3 separate regions of the Zea mays genome follow, and all the other regions are linked to region 1. The links are chromatin contacts, called in public Hi-C maps. All regions are on one chromosome and are shown on one strand. Each heading gives the region's core, a stretch centred on a gene start, on an enhancer-like site or on the middle of the called end of the contact. The rest is flanking DNA. Distances are from core to core; before and after follow the strand shown.

The links. A called contact is a pair of places that touch in the nucleus more often than the background predicts.
Region 2: a contact with region 1 is called in a Hi-C map of ear, with 4 times the contacts expected there. The contact joins the promoter of LOC100282130 here to the promoter of LOC100283161 in region 1. A contact is called at or near these places in 12 of 25 Hi-C or Micro-C datasets (bundle sheath, ear, endosperm and 4 more) and 1 of 3 datasets of contacts at active chromatin or transcription factors (leaf).
Region 3: a contact with region 1 is called in a Hi-C map of leaf, with 4 times the contacts expected there. The contact joins the promoter of LOC100279475 here to the promoter of LOC100283161 in region 1. A contact is called at or near these places in 6 of 25 Hi-C or Micro-C datasets (ear, leaf and tassel) and 1 of 3 datasets of contacts at active chromatin or transcription factors (seedling).

What each region holds. Positions count from the first base shown.
Region 1 is chr5:172,197,978-172,201,521 of Zm-B73-REFERENCE-NAM-5.0, reverse strand. It overlaps LOC100283161, which reads left to right and starts at 1,723. Exons shown (of 1, transcript NM_001156063.2): 1 at 1,723-2,869. The coding sequence starts at 1,891. The coding sequence ends at 2,595. It overlaps LOC100284064, which reads right to left. Exons shown (of 3, transcript NM_001398972.1): 3 at 3,420-3,544.
Region 2 is chr5:172,537,199-172,540,742 of Zm-B73-REFERENCE-NAM-5.0, reverse strand. It overlaps LOC100282130, which reads left to right and starts at 1,832. Exons shown (of 9, transcript NM_001368938.1): 1 at 1,832-2,168. The coding sequence starts at 2,077. LOC100282243 (ATPase inhibitor) reads right to left here and starts at 1,183. Exons shown (of 3, transcript NM_001155155.2): 1 at 912-1,183; 2 at 688-789; 3 at 207-570. The coding sequence starts at 1,073. The coding sequence ends at 544.
Region 3 is chr5:172,485,438-172,488,981 of Zm-B73-REFERENCE-NAM-5.0, reverse strand. LOC100279475 (Iron-sulfur cluster biosynthesis family protein) reads left to right here and starts at 1,858. Exons shown (of 13, transcript NM_001152479.1): 1 at 1,858-2,344; 2 at 2,433-2,540; 3 at 2,625-2,725; 4 at 2,986-3,060. The coding sequence starts at 1,934.

The DNA.
Region 1 (3,544 bases), core at 474-2,973:
CCATTGTGTAGGTGGTTGTACTCTGATATCACGTACGTGCTGCATTCTAATCACCGTGTCTTCTGCCTTGTGTAGGCAATAATGCAAAAAGACGCTGCAAGCAGTTTGCGGCGGTGGCAAGGGATATCCAGCGGAAAGGCGCGCCGACGCGGCGGTAGGCGGTGGCTAGCAAGCTCCTGTTCGGCGGCGGGCATGTGTCCAGCCTGCTACGCCACGAAAGCATCATTACCCACATGTAATAAGACGTTGGCAACGATCATACATACTGCAGAAACCGGCATCAAAACATAATACCGTGCGAAGAGACCGATAGTTAAGGTATCAGTGCCACACGAGAAATCTCGTTTGTATGTTTCATATAGCTACAATGCAGTCCCTCGAATGACGTCAAACGATAAAGAATCAGATGTAGACAAAGCAGCGCTGGTCGAGTTGATGAAGCGAGCAGTCACGAGTACGCTCCTCAAAAACTTGTTCGTCTGCATACACGTGCAAGTGTACCTCTGTGAATGGTGATTTCAGAGGCCTGCTCTCCCACTATCGTTGTGCTCGTAGAAGGTGAGACGGAGATATGCTATTTGCAATGTGTCTGAGAGGTTGTGTGTCTAACCGGAAGAGCGTACTCCTCCTAGATTCTTATATGCAGTCAGAAGGAGGGGAGAAGGACAACAGACGGTAACGGTCACGCCATTAGAACTAAAAATCGTAGTAGCCATAAGACAGAAAACGAACGGTCATCACTACAGACAAAACGCACGACCGTTTGAATATTCGGACTAAGGTCCGATCTACTACGAGCTACGGGCCCAGTCCGGCCGGCGGCAGCGGCGGCCGACGGTAGCATTGACTATTATTAAATATTAATGGTGTCTATATCACATTAATCCAACATTCTTTGGGAGAAATTTTCATTTTCACGCATGATTATTACCTCCAGAAATGAAGTCATCATCGAAACCCTCTCTCCAATGTTCACGAACAAGTCTTGTCCGGCCCGCCCAATGCTTCTCTCCTGGCACGAAAAGACCACATGAATTGTATCGCTCATTTCCGGTTCTTCTTTTGTGAGGGCATGTTTGGAAACAAGAGTATTGGAGGGATTGAGGGGGCTATAATCCCTTGCTATTCAAAATTAAATAACAAGGGATTATAGCCCCCTCAATCCCCTCCTATACCCTTTGTTCCAAACAAGCCCTGAGGATATCTCGTGCATTTCCTGGAAGCCGAGCTAAAATCCACACGGGCGAAGACTGGTGACCTGACGTCCTCCTGACCCAAGGAATTGTCTCCAGTCAAAGATGCCAAGCCGACAGGCCCGACACTCAACAACAAAATCTGCACATCAGCGCACGCGCCGTGGATAAACTATGCAGTCGCAAGGATTCCATGAATTATGGAACGAACCTAACACTTATTACGCACGCGTAGGACAGTGCGTCGCAAATGGTAGTTTACCCTCTGCCATAAAAGCTAGTGTTCATGTCGATTGCACTTTCTTAATTTTAACTTAATTTATAGAAAACACTAATGGAATTTGTATTTCAAATAATAAAATAATTTTAACAATCTATTAACGATAGTAATTACATATTATATATATTGACTTCTTATATATAAATGATCATAGTTTAAAAAACCAACTAGCTTCTTGAGAAACTATAACAACACGTGTTTTGTTTTGGGACCGAGGGATATTTATAGATAGTACTCCACAGCGCAGAGATGAATGAGACCAGTCGCCCTCTGCCCCAGGCAAAGCTGCAGCTGCAGCTGCCACAGCGGTGACCACGCACGCTGCACCGCACCGCACCGACGGGTGAGACCTGCTGTGTCCACCAACCGTGAGCCCAGCAGGCGACCGACGACGCTAGCTTAGACTAGGAACCAACAATGGCCACGCGCCACCTGCTCCTCCTCCTGCTCGCCGCGCTGCTCCCGGCGGCGGCCACGGCGGACCCGGACGCGGTGCAGGACTACTGCGTGCCGGACACGGGCGGCGGGCGCGGGCGCGGGCGGGCCGTGGATCTAGCGCTGCTCCCGTCCTACCCGTGCAGGAGCCCCGCCAACCTGACGGCGGCGGACTTCGCCTTCGCGGGCGTGCGCGCCGCGGGCAACTTCTCCGCGGACACGGGGTTCGCGGGGGTGTCGGTGACCCCCGCGCAGTTCCCGGCGCTGCACACCCTCGGCGTGTCCTTCGCGCGCGCCGACCTGTCCGCGGCGGGCGGGGTCAACCCGCCGCACTACCACCCGCGCGCCACCGAGACGGCGCTGGTCCTGGCCGGCCGCGTCTACGCGGGATTCGTCGACTCGGGCGGCCGCGTCTTCGCCAAGGTGCTCGAGAAAGGGGAGGTCATGGTGTTCCCGCGCGCCATGGTGCACTTCCAGATGAACGTCGGCGACGAGCCGGCCACGGTGTACGGCACCTTCAACAGCGAGAACCCCGGCATCGTGCGCATCCCGGCGACCGTGTTCGGGTCCGGGATCAAGGACGCCGTCCTCGAGAGGGCGTTCGGCCTCGAGCCGGAGGAGCTCCGCCGGCTCCAGAAGAGGTTCGGGCCTCCTCCCAAGACCAAGACGGCGGAGATGGACGATTGATCGGAAGATCAGGCACTCGCGATCAAGGGGGACATGATTAATTGATTAGTTATATTAAGAGCAGCAGACTTTGTGATCTCTGGAATATATCTCCTTCCATTTGTTAATGTCTGTATGAATTATTTGGCGGTGGACGGTGGTTATCATGGACCGATAATGCCGGTACGTACAGATGGGATGGGCATGTGGGGTTAGGTGTCACATTCAAGTGTCTACGAGATGTTTATGGGTTTATATATATTGTTAATAAAGCAGGCCGACTTTATTTGCTCTGGATGATCATTTTGTTTACGCATGGGAAGTGATCCATCACGCGTATTAGCGTATGTTTGGTTCGGTGTCAACGTGGGATGGGACAGGACCAACCCTGGGTTGACCCCGTCCCTTATTTTTTGAGGGATGATCTCATCTACAATTTTTGAAGAATATTTCTTAACCCTAACTCTGGGTCTCCAAACCAAACATGAGTCAAATTAGAATGATCTCACCCCATCCCTCTTCGTCCTTCCTCGTCCATCCATCCAAACACTACATTAGTGCCCACGCAGCTGTGGTTTTAGGAGAAACGAATAAGTTGGGAGCGCATATTAGAAACGGTTGGATATGATTTTTTTCTGTTATTCTAAAAAAAGTATTGAGGATTGGATATGCTCTTACAAATTAATTGTACTCTGAATTAGTAGTGGGTCTAAAGATTTTTTTTAGCCTCATCCTCAATTCCTCTCCTGGCCCATGACTTTGCACTTCGTGGCCTAGTCCGGGTCCATATAACTTCCTACAAGTGGCCTTTTAAAAATGAAATGAAATGAAGACACTAAAAATTAGTCTTTAGAAACTAAACATCCCGTTAATATTTCTTTATCTATATATCATATATTATATAGGAATAGGAGTAACGATCGCAAAGACATGTCCGTAGCATTCTCTCACTGCACTACAAAGAGTCAAA
Region 2 (3,544 bases), core at 583-3,082, 340 kb before region 1:
TATCGTAAGTCAAATCATGTTCCTACCGATGGTAACTGAGCAATGTTTAGTCGGTCATAATATTGACTGAGTAAACTCTTCACGACAAATAGCGCTTTAATATATTTTAAAATTAAAAGTTTTGCGGTTTAAACACATTGTTGATAGGTATAAACTTAAAAAAGTCGGGACCCATGCCAAAGCGAGATATCCACTCTTCTGGGACCTTTTTTTATTGTTTTCGACGAGGGGACTACATTTATTCATTATTATTATTGACAACCTATGTACATGGAAGAGGCTCAAGGACGCCTCCACTCCACTCCAGTTGCACCGACAAGGGACAAGGCAAGGCAAAACCGTCGCTAGCTACAAGCGAAGTTCACAACCGTGACAGGGATGGGATTACACACGACACGACGAGCAGAGTTGCAAAAGAGAGCAAACGTTCCTCTCCATGCAGAGTAGTACCTAGTACGACGGCGTCTATTTGCATCTACGTGTCATCAGTAGTACAGCATCACAGGATTCACGGGAGCACCGGTCTGATTTTGCGATGATCAATCAGCTCGGATGAGCCTCCTCACCATTCTGGCAAAAACAAAAAAAAACCCGACAAGGGCACGTACATATAAGTGACGAACACGAATATCATAATCCAGCAACGTTCTAGGCAGAATGGAGGATTACGCACGCCTATATATTTACCTTCGTGTCGCCTCTGGCGGCGGCGGCGGCCCTCTTGGCCGCCTCGGCCTTGGCCTTGTCCTCCTTCCTCCTCAGTTTCTCCAGCTTCTCCCGCTCCATCTTCTGCTTTACTCAAACGAATCCCCAATTCGATCAACTCACTCAGTCTAGCAGGACGAAACGCGAAACGATCGCACCCGACCACACATAATCAGTCAGTCAGTACTCAGTAGGCAACCGGTCACCTGTATGTAGACGTTCTCGGCGGCGCGCTCCTCCTCGCTGAGCAGCCTGCCGGAGGCCTTGTCGCTGAAGTAGCGCGACACGCCCTCCATCCTCCTCGCCACGGCCGCCCACGCAGGCCGCTGGGCAGTAACGCTCGCCGCCACGGTCCTTCTTGTAGCCATCCCCGGTCCGGTCGCTTCCGCACCCCACGCTGTTCTCACTTCTTGCCCGGCAAGTAAGCAGGCAGGGTTCGCTTCCTCACCAGGAACACACACGACCGCGTCGACACGTTGCCGGTGACACTAGTAGCGGATCTTTTAAACCGGATCGGTACGCCTTATCTCTATCTTGTACTATAGTATATAGGAGGGAGGGTCTGTCAGTGTCAGGCCGATGCTCCGAACCTGCCAGATTCCCACGTGAGAGGATAAGGATGAGCCGAGCCCGAGAGCGAACACGGTTTTGTGAAACCGCGACGGAAGCACAGGCAGTCAGGCACAGCACTACGCTTGTATTCTTTCCTGTTTCTGGTTCTTTTCTGGCCCAATCAAGCCCATCAAAGCCTTGCATAGCACTGGCCCTGTGGCCCATCAAAGAAGGACTGCCTTATACCAAGACAAGTCAACAACAACAACGGTAGGCCCCAGGGCGGCGCCTTTTTTCTCCTTACAACTGACGGTTTTATTTCTCGGCGACCTCCCCTGCTATATGCATTTGTGCAAGACGTGAAAGCAGCCATCCACGTCCATTAGATGTCAATCCAACGGTATATGTTTATTTTCCGATTTACCCCTCCCTCCCCTCCCATCCTCTCCTATTCTTTTTCTGAACACCCCCTGCCATTTTCTTTCTTCCCTGCCTTTTCCCCCCTACTCTGTGCACACACTCGAGAGTCGAGACTCAGTTGTCACCGCTCCCCGCCGTCCTGCTGATAAGATTGCTCACATCTGCTCCCTCCCCAGACAGCAAGTGAAGAATCAGGTTGTAGAAATTGTATTGGGTTTAGGGTTGGAGCAGGGTGTTTTCAGAAAAAAAAGAATAGGAGAGGGGGAGGGTTAAATCGCGAATTTCTCTGCTTGCTTGAGACCACAGCAGTCGCAAGTCGCAAGTCGCAAGTCCCAACTCAGGTCAGGTGAGGGGTAGGTGAAGTGGGAAGGCGCGCGGAGGGGAGGGGAGGAGAGGAGGATGGCTGCAGCCGCGGGGAGGAAGGTGGCGGTCGCCGCCGTGCAGTTCGCCTGCACCGACGTCGAGGCGGAGAACGTCGCCACCGCCGAGAGGTTTGCTATTGCCCGCCCGCCTGCCCGCCTACATCCCTAAGTTAACACCGCACCTGATTCCCTCTCCCCCCGAGAAGCCGAACTCCTAGCCGTTCAGTCTACTCGCGGTCTCGCAGACGTGCAAGTTTGCTGGAGTTGTGATGTCTAACGCCCTCCTATCATGCTCAGTAGCACGTGGTCCTGGTGTCAGCGGTTGCTGCTAACAAGGGGTTGGTTCGTGATGGTTTATTATACTGATGAAACCTGCACTGGATGCGCACCCCTAGTGCTTGATTTGCACGCTCGAGTTTGCTTTCGGTACCGGTGCCACAAGTAGTTCCTCTCATTGACTTTTGTGTCTTTATTTTTACCATCAAGTATCTATCCTGATAACCGATTTCGTAGTAGCTAGTAGTTATCACGTACGGCCCCTATTATTATCTTCTACATGTAATTCGAATCCGCTATAAAAATTTTAGTACAAAATCACCTCTGATAAAACTATAAAGATCTTATATCATAACTTCCGTGTACCTACACATTGGATCGGACAATCCTGTCGGCTACTTTATTCTCAACTCCATTCTTTTTTCTGTCAGCTACTTTACTCTTGCAGTGAATTATTGAGGCATCTGCTTTGGTGTCTGGATTCGGTTATGTAGCTTGAGATGCTGTGCTTTTGGTTAATACAATTAAGGGCCTGCTTGGGAATGCAGTTTTGAAATAATGTAGTTTTGAGATACCATAGTTTACAATTGTACATGACAAAAATACTACGGTATTACTTTACCACAGTAAAACTATAGTATTGCTCAAAACCGAGATCTGTTTGGTTCTATTGGAAAAACAAAGTATATGTAGAGAGAAAAGAAGAAAACCGAGGTCATGAGTGGAGTTTCAAAAACTCCAAAAATACCATAGTTTTGCGTAAACCATGGTATTTAAAACTGAGTTTTGACTATACAAACCAAACACCTTTTGAGCTCCAATACTATAGTATCATCAAATACCATAGTATTGTTTCAAAACTGCAAAAATACTACGATTCCAAACAGGGCCTAAAGTATGCATTCATGTATTAATCCTTCAATACAGTCTTACATAACCATTTGTATCAGCTACTTAATCCTCATTTATGCATTTCTGACGGCTTCTTGGGGAATCCCAATAACAAGTTAAATGATACTATGTTTCTGCTTGTTCAGCTGTTGGGATTTGGGTTACTTATGGTACAAGCTCTCCTATATTCTAGTACAGTAAAGTAAAAAGTCTGTCTCCAAGCCTGTTTCTGTAGTTGTATGGTCTCCACCGAAAAAACACTGCAGACTTGGTTCCTGTCTACAATTTAGGTCCTGTTTGGGAACAAAGTTTTTGGAAACCACAGTTTTTGAAATACT
Region 3 (3,544 bases), core at 609-3,108, 290 kb before region 1:
AAAAAACAGAGTTTATATGCATTATAGGCATCTGTTTTACTGCAAGTTGATCCTGGTTTCGGAGAAGGAGTCAAACTTGACACGAATTGAGATTCCAACTTGGCCTGGGGGTTTCCTTGCTGGCTTCCAAAAATGGTGGCCAATAAGGAGGACATCCAGGAACTTTCTTATTATGTCTTCCATCTATTTGGGGGCAAGCTCCAACTTAGATCAGGGTCCTAAGCTTGTATGACAAGCCCATGACAGTGTCACAACATTCGACAGAAATATTAGCAGATTGTTATGATGGCTTGAAGACCTTACCAATACAATATAAAGGTAGGACCAAATCATTAAAAGCTTATCAAATAAGATTTCCATTAAGTCTTTATGGATCTCAAACTCACTTTGCATGAAGTAGTTATAATATTTTCAATGGGGGGGTGTTTGAATGCACTAGAGCTAATAGTTAGCTACTAAAATTAGCTAAAGGCATCCAAACATGTTAACTAATTCTTCTGCTATTAACTACTTTGAACAAATTAGCTAATAGTTAGCTAGCTAATTCCACTATCAATTTTGTAGCCAACTAATTATTAGCTCTAGTGAATTCAAACACTTCCCGAAGTACCGTCGAGATGCTGACGAACTGAAAGTTCAACTTTTATGGACTTGCACTTTGAGATTCACATTGTCCATGGCATATGTATTCTCTATCATCATCATCATCTATATTGTTCCTAAGCATATTTGATATACTATTATTATATAGCAATCAATTCTTATTTTTACCATTATACAAATCTAGGAACGAGCTTACCTTGTAATCAATAGTGTAGCAGTAGGTGTTATGTCCTCATCATTTAATGCTTAAACATGTCTTTGAATAAATATTTATTTCCGATGTAATTCTAATCACATATTTATTCTATGATGCAAGATAAAAAATGATAAACACATCATGTATCAACTCTTTTTTATGTTACATGTAAACAATATCTTTATACAGATGTATTAATTTTTTTGTAATAACTCTGATGTTATAATCAAGTCATGTAAGAAATTGTTTTGGTGTTTTAAAGTTTAATCTTCTTATATAAATATAGATTATTTTAAGTTCTCTCTTTGAATGTGCTCAACAAAGTACTAAATTTAACTTAGTCTTTTGTGTACTTAGTGTTAAGTGGCTGACAAACAGTTTGAGATTAGATTAAATTGAACAGTTCTGTCACACTATGGTGGCTCCTTTGTTTTGCATGTGTGGATAGGATGGATATTAAGACGAGTGGATAATATATGCTCTTTTTTTCTTTTTAAAAAGCTGATGGATCTCACCATATCCCAAGTCTAAATCTAACTACATCCAAACGTTGTATTTTTCAAATTCATAACCTACTCCTCTGTGTCCTTCTTTATTTTTCCTTTCCTATCCTGCATCCAAACATCACTTTTAACCATACATTGATATAATTTTCACCGTATGTCATTTCTCTATCCCACATACTAGGTTTGTTTGATTGACTTTTAAAATATAGCAAACCAAAAATTTGATAAGCCCTAATCTTGGTTATCATTGGTTATCATATAGTTTGCTATTAAAACTTGCTAACCGCTCCTATTTAATTTGTTAAATTTATGACAAGACTTTTTACCCAATTTTTAATTTATCAAACATTTGGTATGACAAATTTTAGTTGCAAACACAGCAGACCGCTTTTTCCCACTGACCAAACGCCACCTTGAGGAAAGGGGGCGGGGAAGTTGCTGAATCTCACGTCCTCACCGTGCCGGACACCGGTGTCTGCTTGGACCAAATCCGATCTCGTGGCCACGGCCAGAACACACCTCCTCACGTCCACCTGACCTCTTGCTCCTCCCCAATAATGCCCAGTGCGGCAGTGCCTGCCACCGTCTAAGCCCACCCCAAGTCTCCGCCGTCAACCCGTCCTCCCCCATGGCCGCCGCCGCCGCCATCTCTCTATCCTTCCACTTTCGTTTCCGCCCGCCCTTTCCATCTCCACGTACCCCCACGCGCCACGCTCCCTTTTCCTTGTTCTCCCCTTCCCTTCTTGCCCCCTGCCGCCTCCGCGTCGCTCCCGGCCGCCCCTCACCGTCCCCGTGGCGCCCCGACGTGCGGGCGCGCGCTGGAAGCACCATCGGGGCGCCGCCTGCGCTTGTGCGCCCAGGCGGAGCCGTGGAGACGGACCGCCTCCCCTCCGACGTGCGGGACCGGGCCATGGAGGCGGTCGACCACTTCGGCGGTCGCGTCACCATAGGAGACGTCGCTTCTCGCGCTGGGCTGCAGCTCGCGCAGGCGGAGCGCGCGCTCCAAGCACTCGCCGCCGACACTGAAGGCTTCCTGGAGGTGCGCCGCTGTCTGCTAGTTACTCCCTCCTTTCCTCCTCCGCTGGTAACCTTCCGGCCTTCTCTGATAATCGTCGCTGATTGTGTAGGTATCGGAGGACGGGGAGGTGCTATACGTCTTCCCAAAGGACTACAGGGCAAAGCTGGCTGGCAAATCGTTTAGGATGCGGGTCGAGCCTCTGGTTGACAAAGCCAAGGTATTTCCAGCAAGGAAAGTGTAACAGTGCGTTAGGTTACTATGAGCTCTTCTGATATTGGTTTGTGCTGCTCCTCTTTTGTAGCAAGTGGGTGCTTATCTGGTACGTGTTTCATTTGGCACTGCGCTCATTGCCTCAATTGTGCTGGTGTACACTACAATCATTGCCATTCTCTCAAGCTCAAGGTATGTTTAGTGCAGCACGAAAGAGTTTGTGTGCTAATTATTATATGTTCACTGCCTAAAGGTCTGTTCTGGAACGATATCTTCATCTTTGTCATATGGTTCAGTTCCCTTAAATGACATTCTGTCTCTGTAATTTGATCCGTGAATTCTATAAAAATGAAGCACACATAGATTTCATGAGTGGTTTTTTGGACTTTAGTTGTAGGTTTTGTCATTTAACTCAACACCCCTTTGATTGGTAGCACTTCCTCTTCTACTAGTAGTGATGAAGATGGTCGTGGGAGGCGGAGGAGATCTTATGGTTCTACTATCATCATTCCGACGGATATGTTTTGGTAAGTTTCATATGCATTTTGTAAGGTGTTCTGCAAGTGGTGGATCATATTATTATGTTATTTGACTTAAAAGAACATAAAGGAAATTCTATTTGCTCTTGGACTCGTGGAGCTACTCAATCCGATAATCACATGTCCACGTCATTTATTACGGTGCAACAACAATAACAAATCCTTTAGTCCCAAGTAAGTTGGGAGGATATGCTAGAGTTGAAACCCAACAGAAACTGCAAGTCAAGTTTAAGACACATGGATAAAAGTTTTCCATGCACTCCTATTCAAGACTAAATCTTTAGGTATATTTCGTCCTTTCAAGTCTCCTTTCACTGCCTCTTTCCATATCAACTTTGGCATTTCCCTGCCTCTCTTCCCATTGCTATTGCGTCTTAGGATCCCACTACGCATGAGTGTCTCTAGAGATCTTAGTTGGACATATCCAAACCATCTGAACTGGTATTGGACAAGCTTTTCTTCAATTGGTGCT